2 separate regions of the Mus musculus genome follow, and region 1 is linked to region 2. The links are chromatin contacts, called in public HiChIP or PLAC-seq maps. All regions are on one chromosome and are shown on one strand. Each heading gives the region's core, a stretch centred on a gene start, on an enhancer-like site or on the middle of the called end of the contact. The rest is flanking DNA. Distances are from core to core; before and after follow the strand shown.

Region 1 (6,728 bases), core at 2,033-4,532, 130 kb after region 2:
TCACTCTGTTTTAGAAGAAACGACTGACGGGTTTGAGGTTATTGCCTGCAACGATCCTCTTCAGAGGTCTCAGTAACAGCATCACAGATTAGGGAGACAAGAGCATCTTGACCAAAGGTTTCTTACATGGGTTTCTTCTTTGTTGCAGCGTGCACATAGGATTCAGAACGCGAACTCAGGACATTAGTGAACAGTAGTCACAATTTGTTTTTCCAAAGTGAAGTAGAAGAAGTAAGATGACAAACCAAAATCAAGCATAAGGTGTTGTGGGCCTCTATAAGTGTTCTGCTTCTGGAATATTTTGTTTGAGGTCTGGATCATCCACAGCAAAACTTCATGTTAGCTCCTCTTAACCACCAGCCCTGAAGCCACACCCATGGGGCCTCAGGGAGCAAAGGGGGAAGACAGAGAGGAGAGGGATGGTACACAGAGGCAGAGTGTGCCCTGCTGTGAACTGAATATACCTGATCTAGCCCAGTCTCTGCTGCCATAGTAGACATTTGGGAATAGCTGTGTGACACTCGGTGACAAAGGCAGGAGGCTGACACTAACTACAGCTCACTTGTCTGTCTTCTGTGCCACCTGCCATGTTCTTAGAACAATCACAGTATCTGTCATTTCCTTTATAAATGATTCAGTGAAAAGTGCTGGGCATTCGTCACCACAAACTGATTCTGAGGTTGAACTTTCTAGAAGCCAGATGCAAATATTTGGCAATTTCAAGCTTTTTTTTTTTTTGTCATTATTGACTTTTCTCCTTTATTTCTTTCCTCCCTTCCTTCCTTCCCTCCTTTCCTTCTCTTCTCTTCTCTTCTCTTCTCTTCTCTTCTCTTCTCTTCTCTTCTCTTCTCTTCTCTTCTCTCTCTCTCTCTCTCTCTCTCTCTCTCTCTCTCTCTCTCTCTCTCTCTTGAGAGTCTTACTATGTAGCTTAGGTTGGCCTCAAACTCATGGTAATCCTCCTGTTTCAGCCTCCTGAGTACAGGGGTTACAAACATGCTCCACCTTGTTCAGCTCTTGCTCGTATTGAGATAACCACCCCCAACTTCTGCTTGTCTCTTAACAGTCATCCAGCTATTACATACTTGATACCTTCAATGTGCAAAGTGTTGTAGGGACAGAAGAGGCTACAGTGAAGAGCCACCAAAGTTACAGCCTGTCTGGAGATTAAATTCTAGTAGTAATTATGAATAATTAATAAAATTTTACCTATTTAAGAATCGGAGTAAAGGCAGTAGTTAGAATGATTTGAAGAAAGCTATGGAGGAGAAGTTTGTTAGAGATAAAACTCATTCTAAAAGATGCCAATTGGAGGGACTTAGAGAGAAATGCAAGCAGGAAGACTCTACTTCTAGCCCTGTATAAAAACCTGGTTGGCAGCACATATCTATAACCTTGGTTCCGGGGAGGCAGAGATTGGTAAATCCCTGGAGCTCAGTGGCCAGGCAGCCTAGCTGAATTCATGCGCTCCAGGCCCCAGTGAGGAATCAGGTGTGTGTGTGTGTGTGTGTGTGTGTGTGTGTGTGTGTGTGTGTGTGTGTGTGTGTTAAGATGGCTTAGCAGCTAAGAGCAGGCACTGACTGCTCTTGTAAAGGACCCAAGTTTAGTCCCCAGTGTCCATGGCAGACACATAGCAAGTGCCTGTAACTCCAGCTTCAGGGGGATCAGATGCCACTGTGTGCAACCCTCCCCCACATAATTAAAAATAAAATAAATTTAAAACGTAAGGTGGACAGCCCCTGAGTGATACCTGAGGTTCACATCGGTTCTCTCCATGTACATGCATTGCACATGTATGTGGACCCATGTACATGTGAACACATGCATACACACTTGCACACACACAAATTATAGGAAATACTGAGAAGATGACAGCACTAGAATGGTAAGGAGCCCACTTGTGAAAGGTCTAGACTGTGAGTGTCCTAGGCTGGATGTCAATCAGGCACAAAAGCATGAGGAAGGCAAAGCCTGATCAACATAATGTTTGGAAGCAGCCCTTCCTGCTTTAGTTATATATTCATATTAAATATTGCATATTTAGCTACATATCTTCTCCATAGTTGCAGGAACAAAACAATAGAAAATCCTTTTTTAAAAATTTATGTTAATTTTAATAGTATACTTATATATTCTTATTATATTTTAAAATTATTAACCATTTTATATTAATTACTGAGTTCATTATAAATTCAATTTTGTCATAGTTGTGTAACTGTGAAGAAATATATTCAGACTATGTATATGTACACATAAAAGTTTCTATACTACATACAGTTTCCAATATCTACACAGTGTCTTTTTTTTCTTTTTTTATATGAATGCTCTTTTTTTAAAATTAGGTATTTTCTTCATTTACATTTCCAATGCTATCCCAAAAGCCCCCCCATATCCTCCCCCCCCAACTCCCCTACCCACCCATTCCCACTTTTTGGCCCTGGTGTTCCCCTGTACTGAGGCATATAAAGTTTGCAAGACCAAGGGGCCTCTCTTTCCAATGATGGCTGACTAGGCCATCTTCTGCTACATATGCAGCTAGAGACACGAGCTCCCGGGGGTACTGGTTAGTTCATATTGTTGTTCCACCTATAGGGTTGCAGACCCCTTTAGCTCCTTGGGTACTTTCTCTAGCTCCTCCATTGGGGACCCTGTGTTCCATTCAATAGCTGACTGTGAGCATCCACTTCTGTGTTTGCCAGGCACCGACATAGCCTCACAAGAGACAGCTATATCAGGGTCCTTTCAGCAAAATCTTGCTGGCGTATGCAATGGTGTCTGCATTTAGAGGCTGATTATGGGATGGATCCCCGGGTGCGGCAGTCTCTAGATGGTCCATCCTTTTATCTCAGCTCCAAAGAAAATCCTAATCACCTATTTTTTTGAAGTTGGGAGTTTCAGATGTATCGGAGTTCCATGGACTTTGGAGCAGTAATCGAAGTACCACAATCTATCTATTTGGACTTTGAGTCTCAGGGATCCACTCATTAGGGTACCTGACCCAAACCATCTTTAAGGATTCTGAGCCCCATTCAATAATGTCTTCTGAAAGCATGAGCAACACACTTGCTCACTTGCTACTAAAGTTTTGCAGGGAGTTCTATGAGTCCCCGGTAAGTCACCTAAAGCCACACTCTACCCTGTCACTATGTAACAAAATCATGATCGCCTCTTGGTTAGAACTGAGGACTTTTGGCAGCAGCGATTCTGTGTTTCCTGCTGGTCTGCAAACATGAGGAGCTCAACGTGACAGGGCAATAGGCATAGTTTAAATTCCGCTGAGAAGTCCCAGTCAGGCTCCTCTGATGCAAGCATTTCCCTCTGGGATCCAGGCCGGTAGAACAGTGCAGTCTGGTAGGATGTTTTGCAACAATGGAAATCTTCTGCGCTGTCCAACATTCTTGCTACTTTTTCATATGGCCATTGAACGCTTGAAATGTGCCAAGTATGAATGAGGAACTGAATCTTTAATTACACCTAAGGGTAAACACCCATGCATGGTTAGATGGCTACCCTTAGCTAGTGCATTTGTCTAGCGATGGAGGGAGAGGAAACACTCTTCCGATGAGTCACTCCAGCACACAGAGGGGTCATTTCTATTTCCACTCATCAGTTTCCAGACCCATGCATTCTTCATGCTATGCTTATTGGTTTGGGATGTATGATGCAGCCTAGAAGAGGATCCTGACTTTGCAGAACACAATCTTCAAGCTGATATCTTACCCAAAGCTTCAAGAAACCATTCCTTTACCCTGTCAAGTGACCAGTTCACTGGCAATGGATGATATAATTAAATCAGCAGTTGCTTTGGTCATTTTTCCCATTTCCCTGTGCATTTTGCTTAGTGAAAGTCTCAATTTGACTCTCCTTTTGGGTATTAGTATTGGCCAAGGATCTGGGGAAATTGATCTTAGTCAACATGAAGTTCTATTTCTAGGTGGAAGAGGTCCTGTTTAACTTGGTAGGTAGCTGGTGGCTTTCTCTGATGATATTATCTGTTCAAGGGTCTCTTTCATCTAACCGACTAGAAGTTTCATCTTAATGTTTAAATGTTCCTACTTCCTCCTGTTCTTACCAACACTCTCCTGCTATGTAATTTTATTATTTCTTAAAAAACTATGTGTATGTGTATGTGTATGTGTATGTGTATGTGTATGTGTATGTGTATGTGTATGTGTATGTGTATGTGTATGTGTATGTGTTTGTGTATGTGTATGTCTGTGAAGGGATGCACACATGCGTGCAAAGTTCACAGAGGCCAGAAGAGGCATCAGATCACCTGGAGCAGGCGTTGTAGGCAGTTGTAAACTGCCTTACATGAGTGGGTGTTGGGAACTGAACTTGGGTCTTCTGCAAGCGAAGCAGTACTTTTAATGTTAAGCCGTGTCTCCAGCCCCTGCTTCATCCTGTATCCTGCGGTTTAGATTTATATTTTCCTGATGGTTAAGAGGGCTGAGTATCTTTTCATGTACTTATTGGTCACTTGTATATCTTTGAAAAATAACTACTCAGAGCCCTTGCTACGTGGGGGTTTGGCAGTACGTGGGAGGTTGGCAGTATGTGGGTTGTTGTTGGTGGTACAGTGCTCTTCCTCTGTGCTGAATCCTTTCCTGATGATTTTCTCTGACACATAAAAGGTTGGGTTTTTTTCCCCCACATGTTTTATAATGGTCAATAATGACTGATTATTAATGGGTGCCAGCTCCAGTCAATTCATGTGTGTGTGTCTGTGTGTGTGTATGTGTGTGTGTGTGTGTGTATGTGAGTGTGTGCACATATGTGTGTATGTGTGCGTGTGTGTGTGTATATGTGTGCATGTGTGTGCGCATGTGTGTGTGTGCATGTAATTTTATGTCTATGAGTGTTTTGCCTGCATGTAAGTATGTGTTCCATGTGCATGAAGTGCTCGTGGAGACTAGAAGAGGGCACTGGAGTTATGGGCAGTTGTGAGCCTCCATGAGAGTGCTGGGAATTGTACCTATGTCTTCTGCAAGAGCAACAAGTGCTCTTAACCACTGAGTCATCTTTCACGCCCTTTGACTAAAAAAAAAATTAAATCTCCTCCTCAAACATCCGTTCTGTATATCCCTGTTCATCCCACTCCGAGCTATTGACCTCCCCTGTGCATGGGAATAATAAAATGCAGCAGAAACAAATCCCGCACACAGGAATGTCATGTGCAACAGTATCTTACTATTCCCACGGCTGAGCTGAATTCTACCTCACCGCCATTCCACCAATGGCAGAATAGTCAACTCTAAGTTTCTTTAGTAACCTGTTGTTGTTATTGGTCTTGTACTTTCAAACCTAGTGCATTCAGGGCTTTAGTCTTTCCTGAAATTTCCCTCCAAGTGGCCTTCCGTGTCTGAGGGCTTTGCATACTGTGATCTGGAAAAGTCCTACATTGCAGCTCTGAAAGCAGAAAAGCCTGAAAGAGTATATTCCTGGTCAACCTAGCTGCCGGTCTCTGCCTACAGCGCTGGGATGACAGGTATGAGCCACCACACCTGGCTTCTTACATATAAATGCCGGGGACTGAAACTCTTCACCATGCTTCCACTGAGAGAGCTTCATGAACCAAGCCATCTCCCAGGCCCTGGAAGTAGTGTTTCTTACTAAAAGGCAGCAGAATAGCATCCCTGACTAACACCATCCACTGTGGCAGTCAGCTCCTCCTCATCAAGGCTCACACACTGGTTCCCTTTGCAGAGAAATCCTTGCTAAGTCTTCAGGGTTTTAGTTTACTTATCTGTGTTTTCCCTCATTGCTTGGCATCTCCACAGTCTTGTTTCTTTAAGACCCTCAATGCATTCGTCAACTTCTGCATCAGGCCCAGAGGTGCTCACCATTTCCTTCCTCCTCTCCCTGCAGCACCCGCTTCTCCTCCTCTTTCTCTTTTTACTCCTCTTTCTCCTCCCTGTCCTTCATTTTCCCTCCTCATCTTCTTCTTCCAACTCCTCTCTATCATCCTCTCCTCTTCCCCTTACTCCTCTTTCCTTTCCTCTTCCTCCTCTCCCTCCTTCCCTTACTTCCCCCTCCCTCCCTCTTTCTCCTCTGGTTCTGAATTAGGATGCAGTGTGGCTAGTTCCCCATTGCTTCGTGTCACAGTGTCATAGATTTCTGGGGATTGTCTTTTTCACGTTTGTATTTTCCACTTTCTTTACAGCCATGCCTCTATTTTGTGCTTCTATTATGAGGGTCTGACAAATCCTCAGGCATGCGATACTTTTTGTTTTTAACTCTTCCAAGGAACTTTCATAGTTTCTTTAGGCACATTTCCATTTTGAGTTTGTGCAGGGTTCAGCCTGATGCTCCTTGTATCTTCAGATTCTATTGTAATGGGTTTCTGCCAGTGGATCTTGTTACCCAGGACTGCCATGTGCAGGCACAACATGTGGCCAGATCATACCACAGCTTGGTGCTAGCAGCTGGCATTGCTTCCTTTCAGGATATGTGTATCAGATGTTGTTCTTTTTGATAACTTTTTTTTCATTTTATTATTTTTGTATATGTGGGGCAGTGGGGCAGGGGCATGACTGTGCCACAAAGGCCATAAGACCATTAGGGGATCAGAGGACAGCTAGAGTTAGCTCTCTCTTTCTACCATTTGGTTCTGAGACCAACAACTCAGGCTTGGTAGCAAGTACCTTTACCTGCTCAATCATCTTGTCTGCCTTTTGGGTATACTACTTAAAATGGAATTGTTTTCTAACTTCAAATGTCTACTGTTCATT
Region 2 (7,070 bases), core at 4,199-6,698:
CAGTCATAGAAACCCTAACTAAGACAGCCTTGAAAAGGTAATGTCACACCTAGGATGTCATTTTGTTCACATCTTGTTGATTCTGGAGCAAAATAAACATGTCCAGAAGTTAACCTTAGGGAGATTTGTCACCTGCGGCCGGCAGAGTTAATGCCCCGGGGACACCCTCCTGGGAGTTGCCGAAATTTTATCCAGGGAGCCTGAACATTATTCATATGGGGAAGCTCTCTGGAACAGGTATTTTTCCAAGCATGCGTAGTATAAAATATAGTATATACTACAAGAAAGGAGCCTGTCATGGTGACACATTCCTGTAACTCCAGGCTATCTAGAGAATTCCAGGTCGACCTGGGCTGCATAGTGAGATTCTTTTTTTTTTTTTTTAATTTTAGAAATTATTATTTTACGTGCACGCATGTTCTGCCTGCATATATGTCTTTGCACCAAGTGAGTGTCTGATGCTCACAAAGGCCAGAAGAAGGCATTGAGCACCCTGGTATCAGTTACAGACAACTGTGAGATGCCATGTGGGTGCTGGGGCCTTTGGAAGAACAGCCATTGATTTTAATCACAAAGCTATCTGTCTCTTAGGATGGAGTGAAACCTTTAGGAGGTGGGAAGGAAGACCTTAGCTCACTGGGGGCATGCATTTGAAGGGAATTTTGGGACCCAGTTTCTCTGTGTTCCCCCCATCCCCGACACCAAAAAGTGACCAGGCCTCCTCCATTACTCAGCCATGATCCACAGTGCTGCCACAGGCCCCAAACAGTGGAGCCAACCAACCATGGATAGGAACTATGAAGCAAAAGAAATATTCCCTGCCTTTTAAGTTTGTATTTCCAGTATTTTGGCATAGCAGCTGAATACTGACTGATATAAGACCTCACCTCTGACTCAGGCCTAGCTTCCACTGTTCTGTGTTCTGGGCAGGTTGGGGGTCCAGGTCTGTGTTGAATCAGTCAGAGAGTCTGGGCGCTGAGCTATTCTGCTGCTCTTGCTAATCAGAGACAGATCATCTCCCATTTGAAGCAGGCTGGTCAGAGCCACTAGGATGTTGGTGGAGCATGTATCACTCTTAAGGGAGGAAACAAATAATTGTCCTATTTGTCCTTGCTGCTGAGATTAGCTGGAAGAGAGTGGCACCAGGGCAAGTCCATCAGCCTTTTCTGAGCTCGTACACAAGACAAGGATTGTCTTGCTTCCTTTTAAGTTGATGCAGGGAATATAGAAGGATGATATCGACTAAACAGGGAGGGCTGGAGGGCCTGAGGCATATCAGCTCCATTAAAGGTACCATTCGGTATAATTCCTCCCTCCAAGTCTGGCTGGGTGCTGGCTTCCTGTGTGCCTATAGGAGAGAAACAACCCAGAAAGCAGCAGAGTGTCTGCCCACCCACTGATGCTTCTGCCAGTAAAAAAGCTGGTGCAGAGTGGGAGTGCCTTTGAGTCCCAGTCTTCTAGTGGCTGGGGAGACAGATGGACTCACTGGCTGCCTGGATAGTGGGGGTTCTTAGTGCACATGGCTGAGGCTAACCCTGGGCCCTGTAGGGAACCACTGAGGCCTCAGTCTTATAGCCCCCAAATGGGTCCAGGTCAGACACTAGTGAAGATATCTGATATTGTTGGGGACCCAGACACAGCTCTCCATAGTGGCAAAGGATATAGGACAATTCTTGCTTAATACAGACACCTTTTGACTACCCTCAAGCATTTTATAGGCTCTGATTCCATTAAGTAACTTGGAGGAAGCTGGTTGTGGTGGTACATGGCTGTAACCCCAGCATCGGACTCAAGTGGATCAGGAGTTCAAGGTCACCCTTGGCTACACAGCATGTCTTATGAAGGCCAGCCAGCCTGGCAGGGTCCTTTTTTGAAGGATGCTAGCACATGGAAGTGTTGGGTACTTTCTGCCCTCACCCCTTTCTTTGGTTCTTGGGGAGTAAGGGGAGATAAAACTTGCTGGTCATTCAGAGAAGCAGGAGGAAGATCAAGGAAGCATGGGAGAATCTGTAGGGAGCTTGAGGCTGAGCACACAGATAGGTCATTGGGGTTCTAGGGGTGTGAGTAGGGAGGTCTTTTGAGTAGGGATTGGGGCTTTAGGTTGTCAATGAGCAATGAGGAACTATGGAAGATTTAAGACAGAAGTATCAGAGCACTGTCATTTTCAAACGTCCCGTTGTTATTCATGGAGACAGGGAGGCCAGCCTGGGTAGGTCATGCAGAGGACCTCAACTGGGGTAGCTCCGGAGGTGGAGGGATGTGGGCTAGTTAGCAATTAGTCAGGGATGGACACAGTCATGCTTCCTGCTCCCACCTTTGCCCCTTACAGTAGAGTCTTCCCGCAGCAGCCAGAACCATCCTGTTTAAACCGTAAGTCCAATGATGCCAGCCCTCTGGGGTACAAGCCAAAATCCTTTCCTGTGTCTACAAGGTCAACACAGCCAACACAGATATCCACCCCACATGGGCCTGACCTCACCCACTGTTCAGTCCCCTCACTCACACCTCTCCAGACACCGCTCACTCTTCTTAGGACCCGAGAGTACAGCCTCTTCCCAGCCCTATGGGAAGTTGCATTTTCTGCTCCTTCCAACAGCATGTGACTTTCCCCAGCTGGCCAGCAGGTGCTCACCATCACCTCAGGTGCCCGCTCCTGTCACCTGTTCTGTGAGGGCTTTCCAGAAGCCTCAGATAAAACAAATGATCGAAATTTCCATTGAGCAACCTCATTTTCTTCATACTACTGTTCATGGTTTATACTTTGGGGTGTGTGTGAGATATGATCTTACCATAGCCCAGGTTGGCCTAGAACTTGCTACATAGCCAAGGATGGCCCTGAGCATCTAATTCTACCAGCATTCTCTCCCCCAAGTCCCACCCCATCCAGGAATTACAGGTGTGAACCATCACTCCCATTTTATGCAGTGCTGGGAATTGAACCCAGGATTTTGTACCTGCTAGGCAAGTACCCGGCTGGTGAAGCTACACCTCCAGGCCCAGTTTTTATGTCCTGGTTGTTCAGAATGTTTTCCTAGTAACACATCTGGTCAATGCTTAGGTGAATGCATGAACTGAGGTCGGGGATGCAGGAACTGGGCAGCTGTTTTCCAGGACTTACTTCCCAGAGAAAGCTTATAGCAATTGAAGTGAGGATAGAGACGGCGGAGGGAAAAGGAGTGTGTGTGTGTGTGTGTGTGTGCGCATGTGCATGTGTGTGTGTGTGAGTGTACACACGCACACACACATGCATGCACCCCCTGAATGATTGCCCATGCATGTAAAAGCACACATGTATGTGCTAGATAGAGTAGGTTCTGACCCTAGAGCCCCCACACTCTCTGGGGTCTGGGTAGGACAGAGGTAGCTCCAGACTTGGCTCAAGGAGAAAGCAGGTAGTCCCCAAGGCACCTGAATAGAAAGAATGGGGTGGAGGCCACAGAGATAGAGCTACCCACTTTCCGGGGATGGGAAGGGGGTCTTTGGAGGAAAGTCCTCTGTGGCAGCTCTCTCTCTAGATCCAGGGAGCACCCCAGCCACGGTTCAGAGATGTTTATTTTCCAGAGCTCAACACACCTAGTCACTGACTACTGGAAATGGTTGAGAACACCTCTGACATGTTTGTGAAAGAAGAATGAGGTGGAACGATTAACCTCTAAACTCCAACACAGTCATCATTAAAGCCACTCGATGTCAGGGGAACAGCAAATGGATCGGGGGAATAAAATCCAGCTCAAAGAATCTTATAAAAGCAGTTGGGGAGGTGCTCACTTGGTGAAGGGGACCTGAGTTCAGGTCCCCAACACCTATGTAAAAAGCCCTGCGTGGTGGCACACACTATAATCTCAGTGCTGGGGAGCTGGGGAGAGGAGAAGTCCGGGAGCTGACCTGCAACCTGGCCTCACTGAACCAGTGAGAAGCCCTGTCTCAGAACTTACGTTGGAAGAGCAACAGAGGATGGCACCCAACATCAGCCGCTGGTCTCCACATACCTGTGCACACTCAGGGACAAAAGCTAATATTACGCACATACATACAAGGTGAGGTATGGAAAATTCCTATCAGTTATTAATAAGAAGTTAAGTAAATCTGGGGTAAGTGGTCAAAAATTTTAGGGTAATTCCTATGAGAACTTCTGTAAGGGACTGAGGGGAAAGACACTGTTTCTCGCTGTCATTTCAGGACTGGACACGCAGCCAACACACAGTAAATCTTATTTACCAAAAATAATGTGTGGAAACTTTCAGTGTCGGAGAGAGGGAGGAAGTGGGTGGGTCTTGTTGAATGCAGATGGTTAGAATGTGAGCTGATAGCAGCCTTCTGGTAGCCCAGAATACACAGCACAAATGGACATTATTCAGGCTCATTGAACAAATGAGCCGAGGTGGTTTCTCACCCAGAGCAAGCAGTGGGGTAGGTCCACAGATTTAGGATCCTGGACAGCTGTGGGTTCGAAATGCATGTCGTAGTGGTACAGCGCTATGTGCTGTTTGAGTTCATCGAGAAGCCGACTCTGGAAGCAGGGTAATAAGGGTTGCTCTCCTCCCCACCATTTCAGAGACTCCAACTTGGTGTTTGGCTTGCATGTCTGTGTGAGGGCATCAGCTCCTCTGGAACTGGAGTTGCAGATGGTTGTGAGCTGTGTCCAGGACCTCTGGAAGAGTAGCCAGTTCTCTTAATCACTGAGCCATCTCTCCAGACCCGTCAAAGTACCTTCTAAGGCCCCATGCCAGCCTGTGAATGGGCTGCCCCTCTAACTCTGGGACAGAGAGGTGAGAGTGGCTAGCAGTACAGACCAGACATTACTACTGTTTATCCCATGATATGAAAGGGCCTGAATCAGGAAGCGCCGAAGCTCAGAAAGTTTACTCAGAAATTTTAATTGCTGCCTCAGCTTCCCCAGTCAGTTTCGGCTGGGTGTTGTGGCTGTCTGTTTGATGATGTCATCTCTATCTGTTGCTATTTGTCCTTTTATTGGGAATCCTCACCGGAGGGAATTCTCTTCATTAGAAACTCCAACTGACTGCCTTAAAAGGGCTTCCCTAGTCGATTCCTATTGGACATTTTGAGGCCAAGTTGGTTCTGTTTTGCTTCTAACCATCCATCCATCCATCCATCCATCCACCCATCTGCCACTTATTCTTTTAAATTTACCTTACTGCATGTTTAATAAAACCGAAATGGTAGCTTATTCCCCAGACTGTGCGGAACATGGCGATCAACAGTCATTCATCAACCCGGTAACTTTTATAGTTTTAAAAGTGAGAGTCTGAATAGGTTTATGTAACCAAAAGGTACAAGGCAGACCTCACTTCGAGTGAACTGGGGCGCATCCAAGGAGTGTAGAATTTCTACTGCAGGTGGGGGAAAAGGACCAAGCTTCTTAGAGGGAAAGGCAGTGTTAGTTCTAAAGCGCTGACTTTTGTCTCAAGAAAAAGTCAAGCTTGCCCCCTAGTGGGAGGAGGAAGGAAGAGGAGAAGAAAAATAGAGTGTATGGACAGAGAGCGACTTAGGAAGAGAGTACCAGGAAGGGGGCACCACCCATGCAGGCTAGGGACCACCCCTGGCCACTCATGCGGACAACGGGCACACCAGGGCTGTCATGGTCCATGCTTTTTTTTTTTTTTTTTTTTTTTTTTGCATAGGTCTTGATTCTATAGAGATCTCTTGCCTCCCTCCGTCTCTTGATTCTCAGCTTTCCTGACCTCACCCAGGCCAGGCTCCTTGTTACACTACAGCAGCAGACCATAGTATTAACGACACTATCCCTTATGGCTTACTCTGCCATCCAACTCAGGCTGTGGGAACAACATGAGAGCTGTCTGGCTCACCACTGAATCTAATGTCTAGAACAGGCCTGACACCTGAACCGATCTTACAACACATTGGAGCTATGGCCTGCACTGGAGGTTATCAGGCCAGACACTAGCTAGTTCCAGAGCAAGCAGAAGGACTTTATTAGAAAGGCCAGGAGGACATATATTTACACAGGCCATGAGGGAACATTAAGTGAAGCAGAGGCAAGACAAGATTTTCCAGCTCAGACAAGTTCCACCTTAGCATTGGGGTATACAGCCACCACATCATATCCCTCCGGCGGCTTGACTCGAGCCTTGGCGTGATTCTCACAGTACAGCCGTTCATCTAGGAAGAAGTACCCACGCTGTTTGAGATTCAGGCCGCAGTCGCTGCACATGAAGCACTCCGGATGGTAGAGCTTGTCTCTCGCCTTGACAATGGTTCCCCTGTTGTGGAGGACAGAGGGACAGGTGACTGACAGATTCTAGGACAAGCCTCTACCCATGGCCTTGGAAAACAGAAGTGGGGTCGTGGGGGTGCAGGTGGGCAGACTGGGTACTCACACGATCCCGTGGCCGCAGCGCGTGCACTCTGGTAGCCCCTGCAGGCCACTCAGTGGAGCACCGAGCTTGCTGGCTGCTGGTTTGAGGTTCCGGGGACCACCAGACCCAGGCCGATCCCCTGAAATCCAGAGGGCAGGTGGTATGGATGGGGTAGGTGAGATAAGAACCCTACTTCAGCAGGATGTTGCTTCTGGAACACGATGACCAGAAGCTTAGAGGACAAGTTCTTGGTTTGTATGAGGTAAAGGAGAGTCACGTGGGTGGTGGAGTGGGAATCGGGAGGGTGAGAGCACAGTCACAGTAAGGCACAGAGGGATTTGAAGAGGGGGTGGATGGCTAGAAGGTGTGGATTGGGTGGTGTTGGAAGGTGAAGGGTAAACTGGGCACGGTAGGGGGAGGGGAGGCAGGGGAGGTAAGGTGTTGGGAGTCTTACCGCCCTCGCCAGCCTCTAGCATGCCCTGCAGGTAGCGGAAGGATCCTGACTGTTTCGGCTCCGAGGCTGTGGGCTCTGCTGGCTCCCTTAACATCCTGTATACCTCTGAACCCAGGTCTACCCTGCAGTCCCGGTTCCGAGGGAGAACCCTGGCTGTGTCGGCACTGGGAAGGGGAGAGATGGAAAGCCAGCATGGTAATTCCAGCCTTGGGCCTGGCAGCCTTCTAAGTCAAACTATAACTATGTGAGTTGAGGCTCTTAGATCAAACGACAAGGGC

What was found. HiChIP or PLAC-seq counts read pairs in DNA pulled down with a chosen protein or histone mark.
Region 1: a contact with region 2 is called in an HNF4G HiChIP or PLAC-seq map of pancreatic cancer cells. The contact joins two enhancer-like sites. A contact is called at or near these places in 1 of 484 Hi-C or Micro-C datasets (bone marrow-derived macrophages), 2 of 115 datasets of contacts at active chromatin or transcription factors (the SCID.adh cell line and pancreatic cancer cells) and 2 of 9 other capture datasets (adipose tissue and pancreatic islet).

Annotation. Positions count from the first base shown.
Region 1 is chr11:54,178,574-54,185,301 of GRCm38.p6, forward strand. All of the region lies in intron 3 of Gm12223 (a long non-coding RNA gene), which reads left to right. The region is part of intron 2 of 4933405E24Rik (RIKEN cDNA 4933405E24 gene); the gene reads right to left. Among named protein-coding and RNA genes, the nearest start is that of 4933405E24Rik, 31 kb to the right of the region's middle. Within about 2 kb of position 3,283, at least 46 of the 459 cell types and tissues checked have an H3K27ac peak or open chromatin away from gene starts, as enhancers often do. A contact at or near this core is called in pancreatic cancer cells, where this site is marked.
Region 2 is chr11:54,048,998-54,056,067 of GRCm38.p6, forward strand. Pdlim4 (PDZ and LIM domain 4) reads right to left here. Exons shown (of 7, transcript NM_019417.3): 5 at 6,793-6,956; 6 at 6,360-6,477; 7 at 5,931-6,242. The coding sequence ends at 6,038. Among named protein-coding and RNA genes, the nearest start is that of Pdlim4, 16 kb to the right of the region's middle. Within about 2 kb of position 5,449, at least 13 of the 459 cell types and tissues checked have an H3K27ac peak or open chromatin away from gene starts, as enhancers often do. A contact at or near this core is called in pancreatic cancer cells, where this site is marked.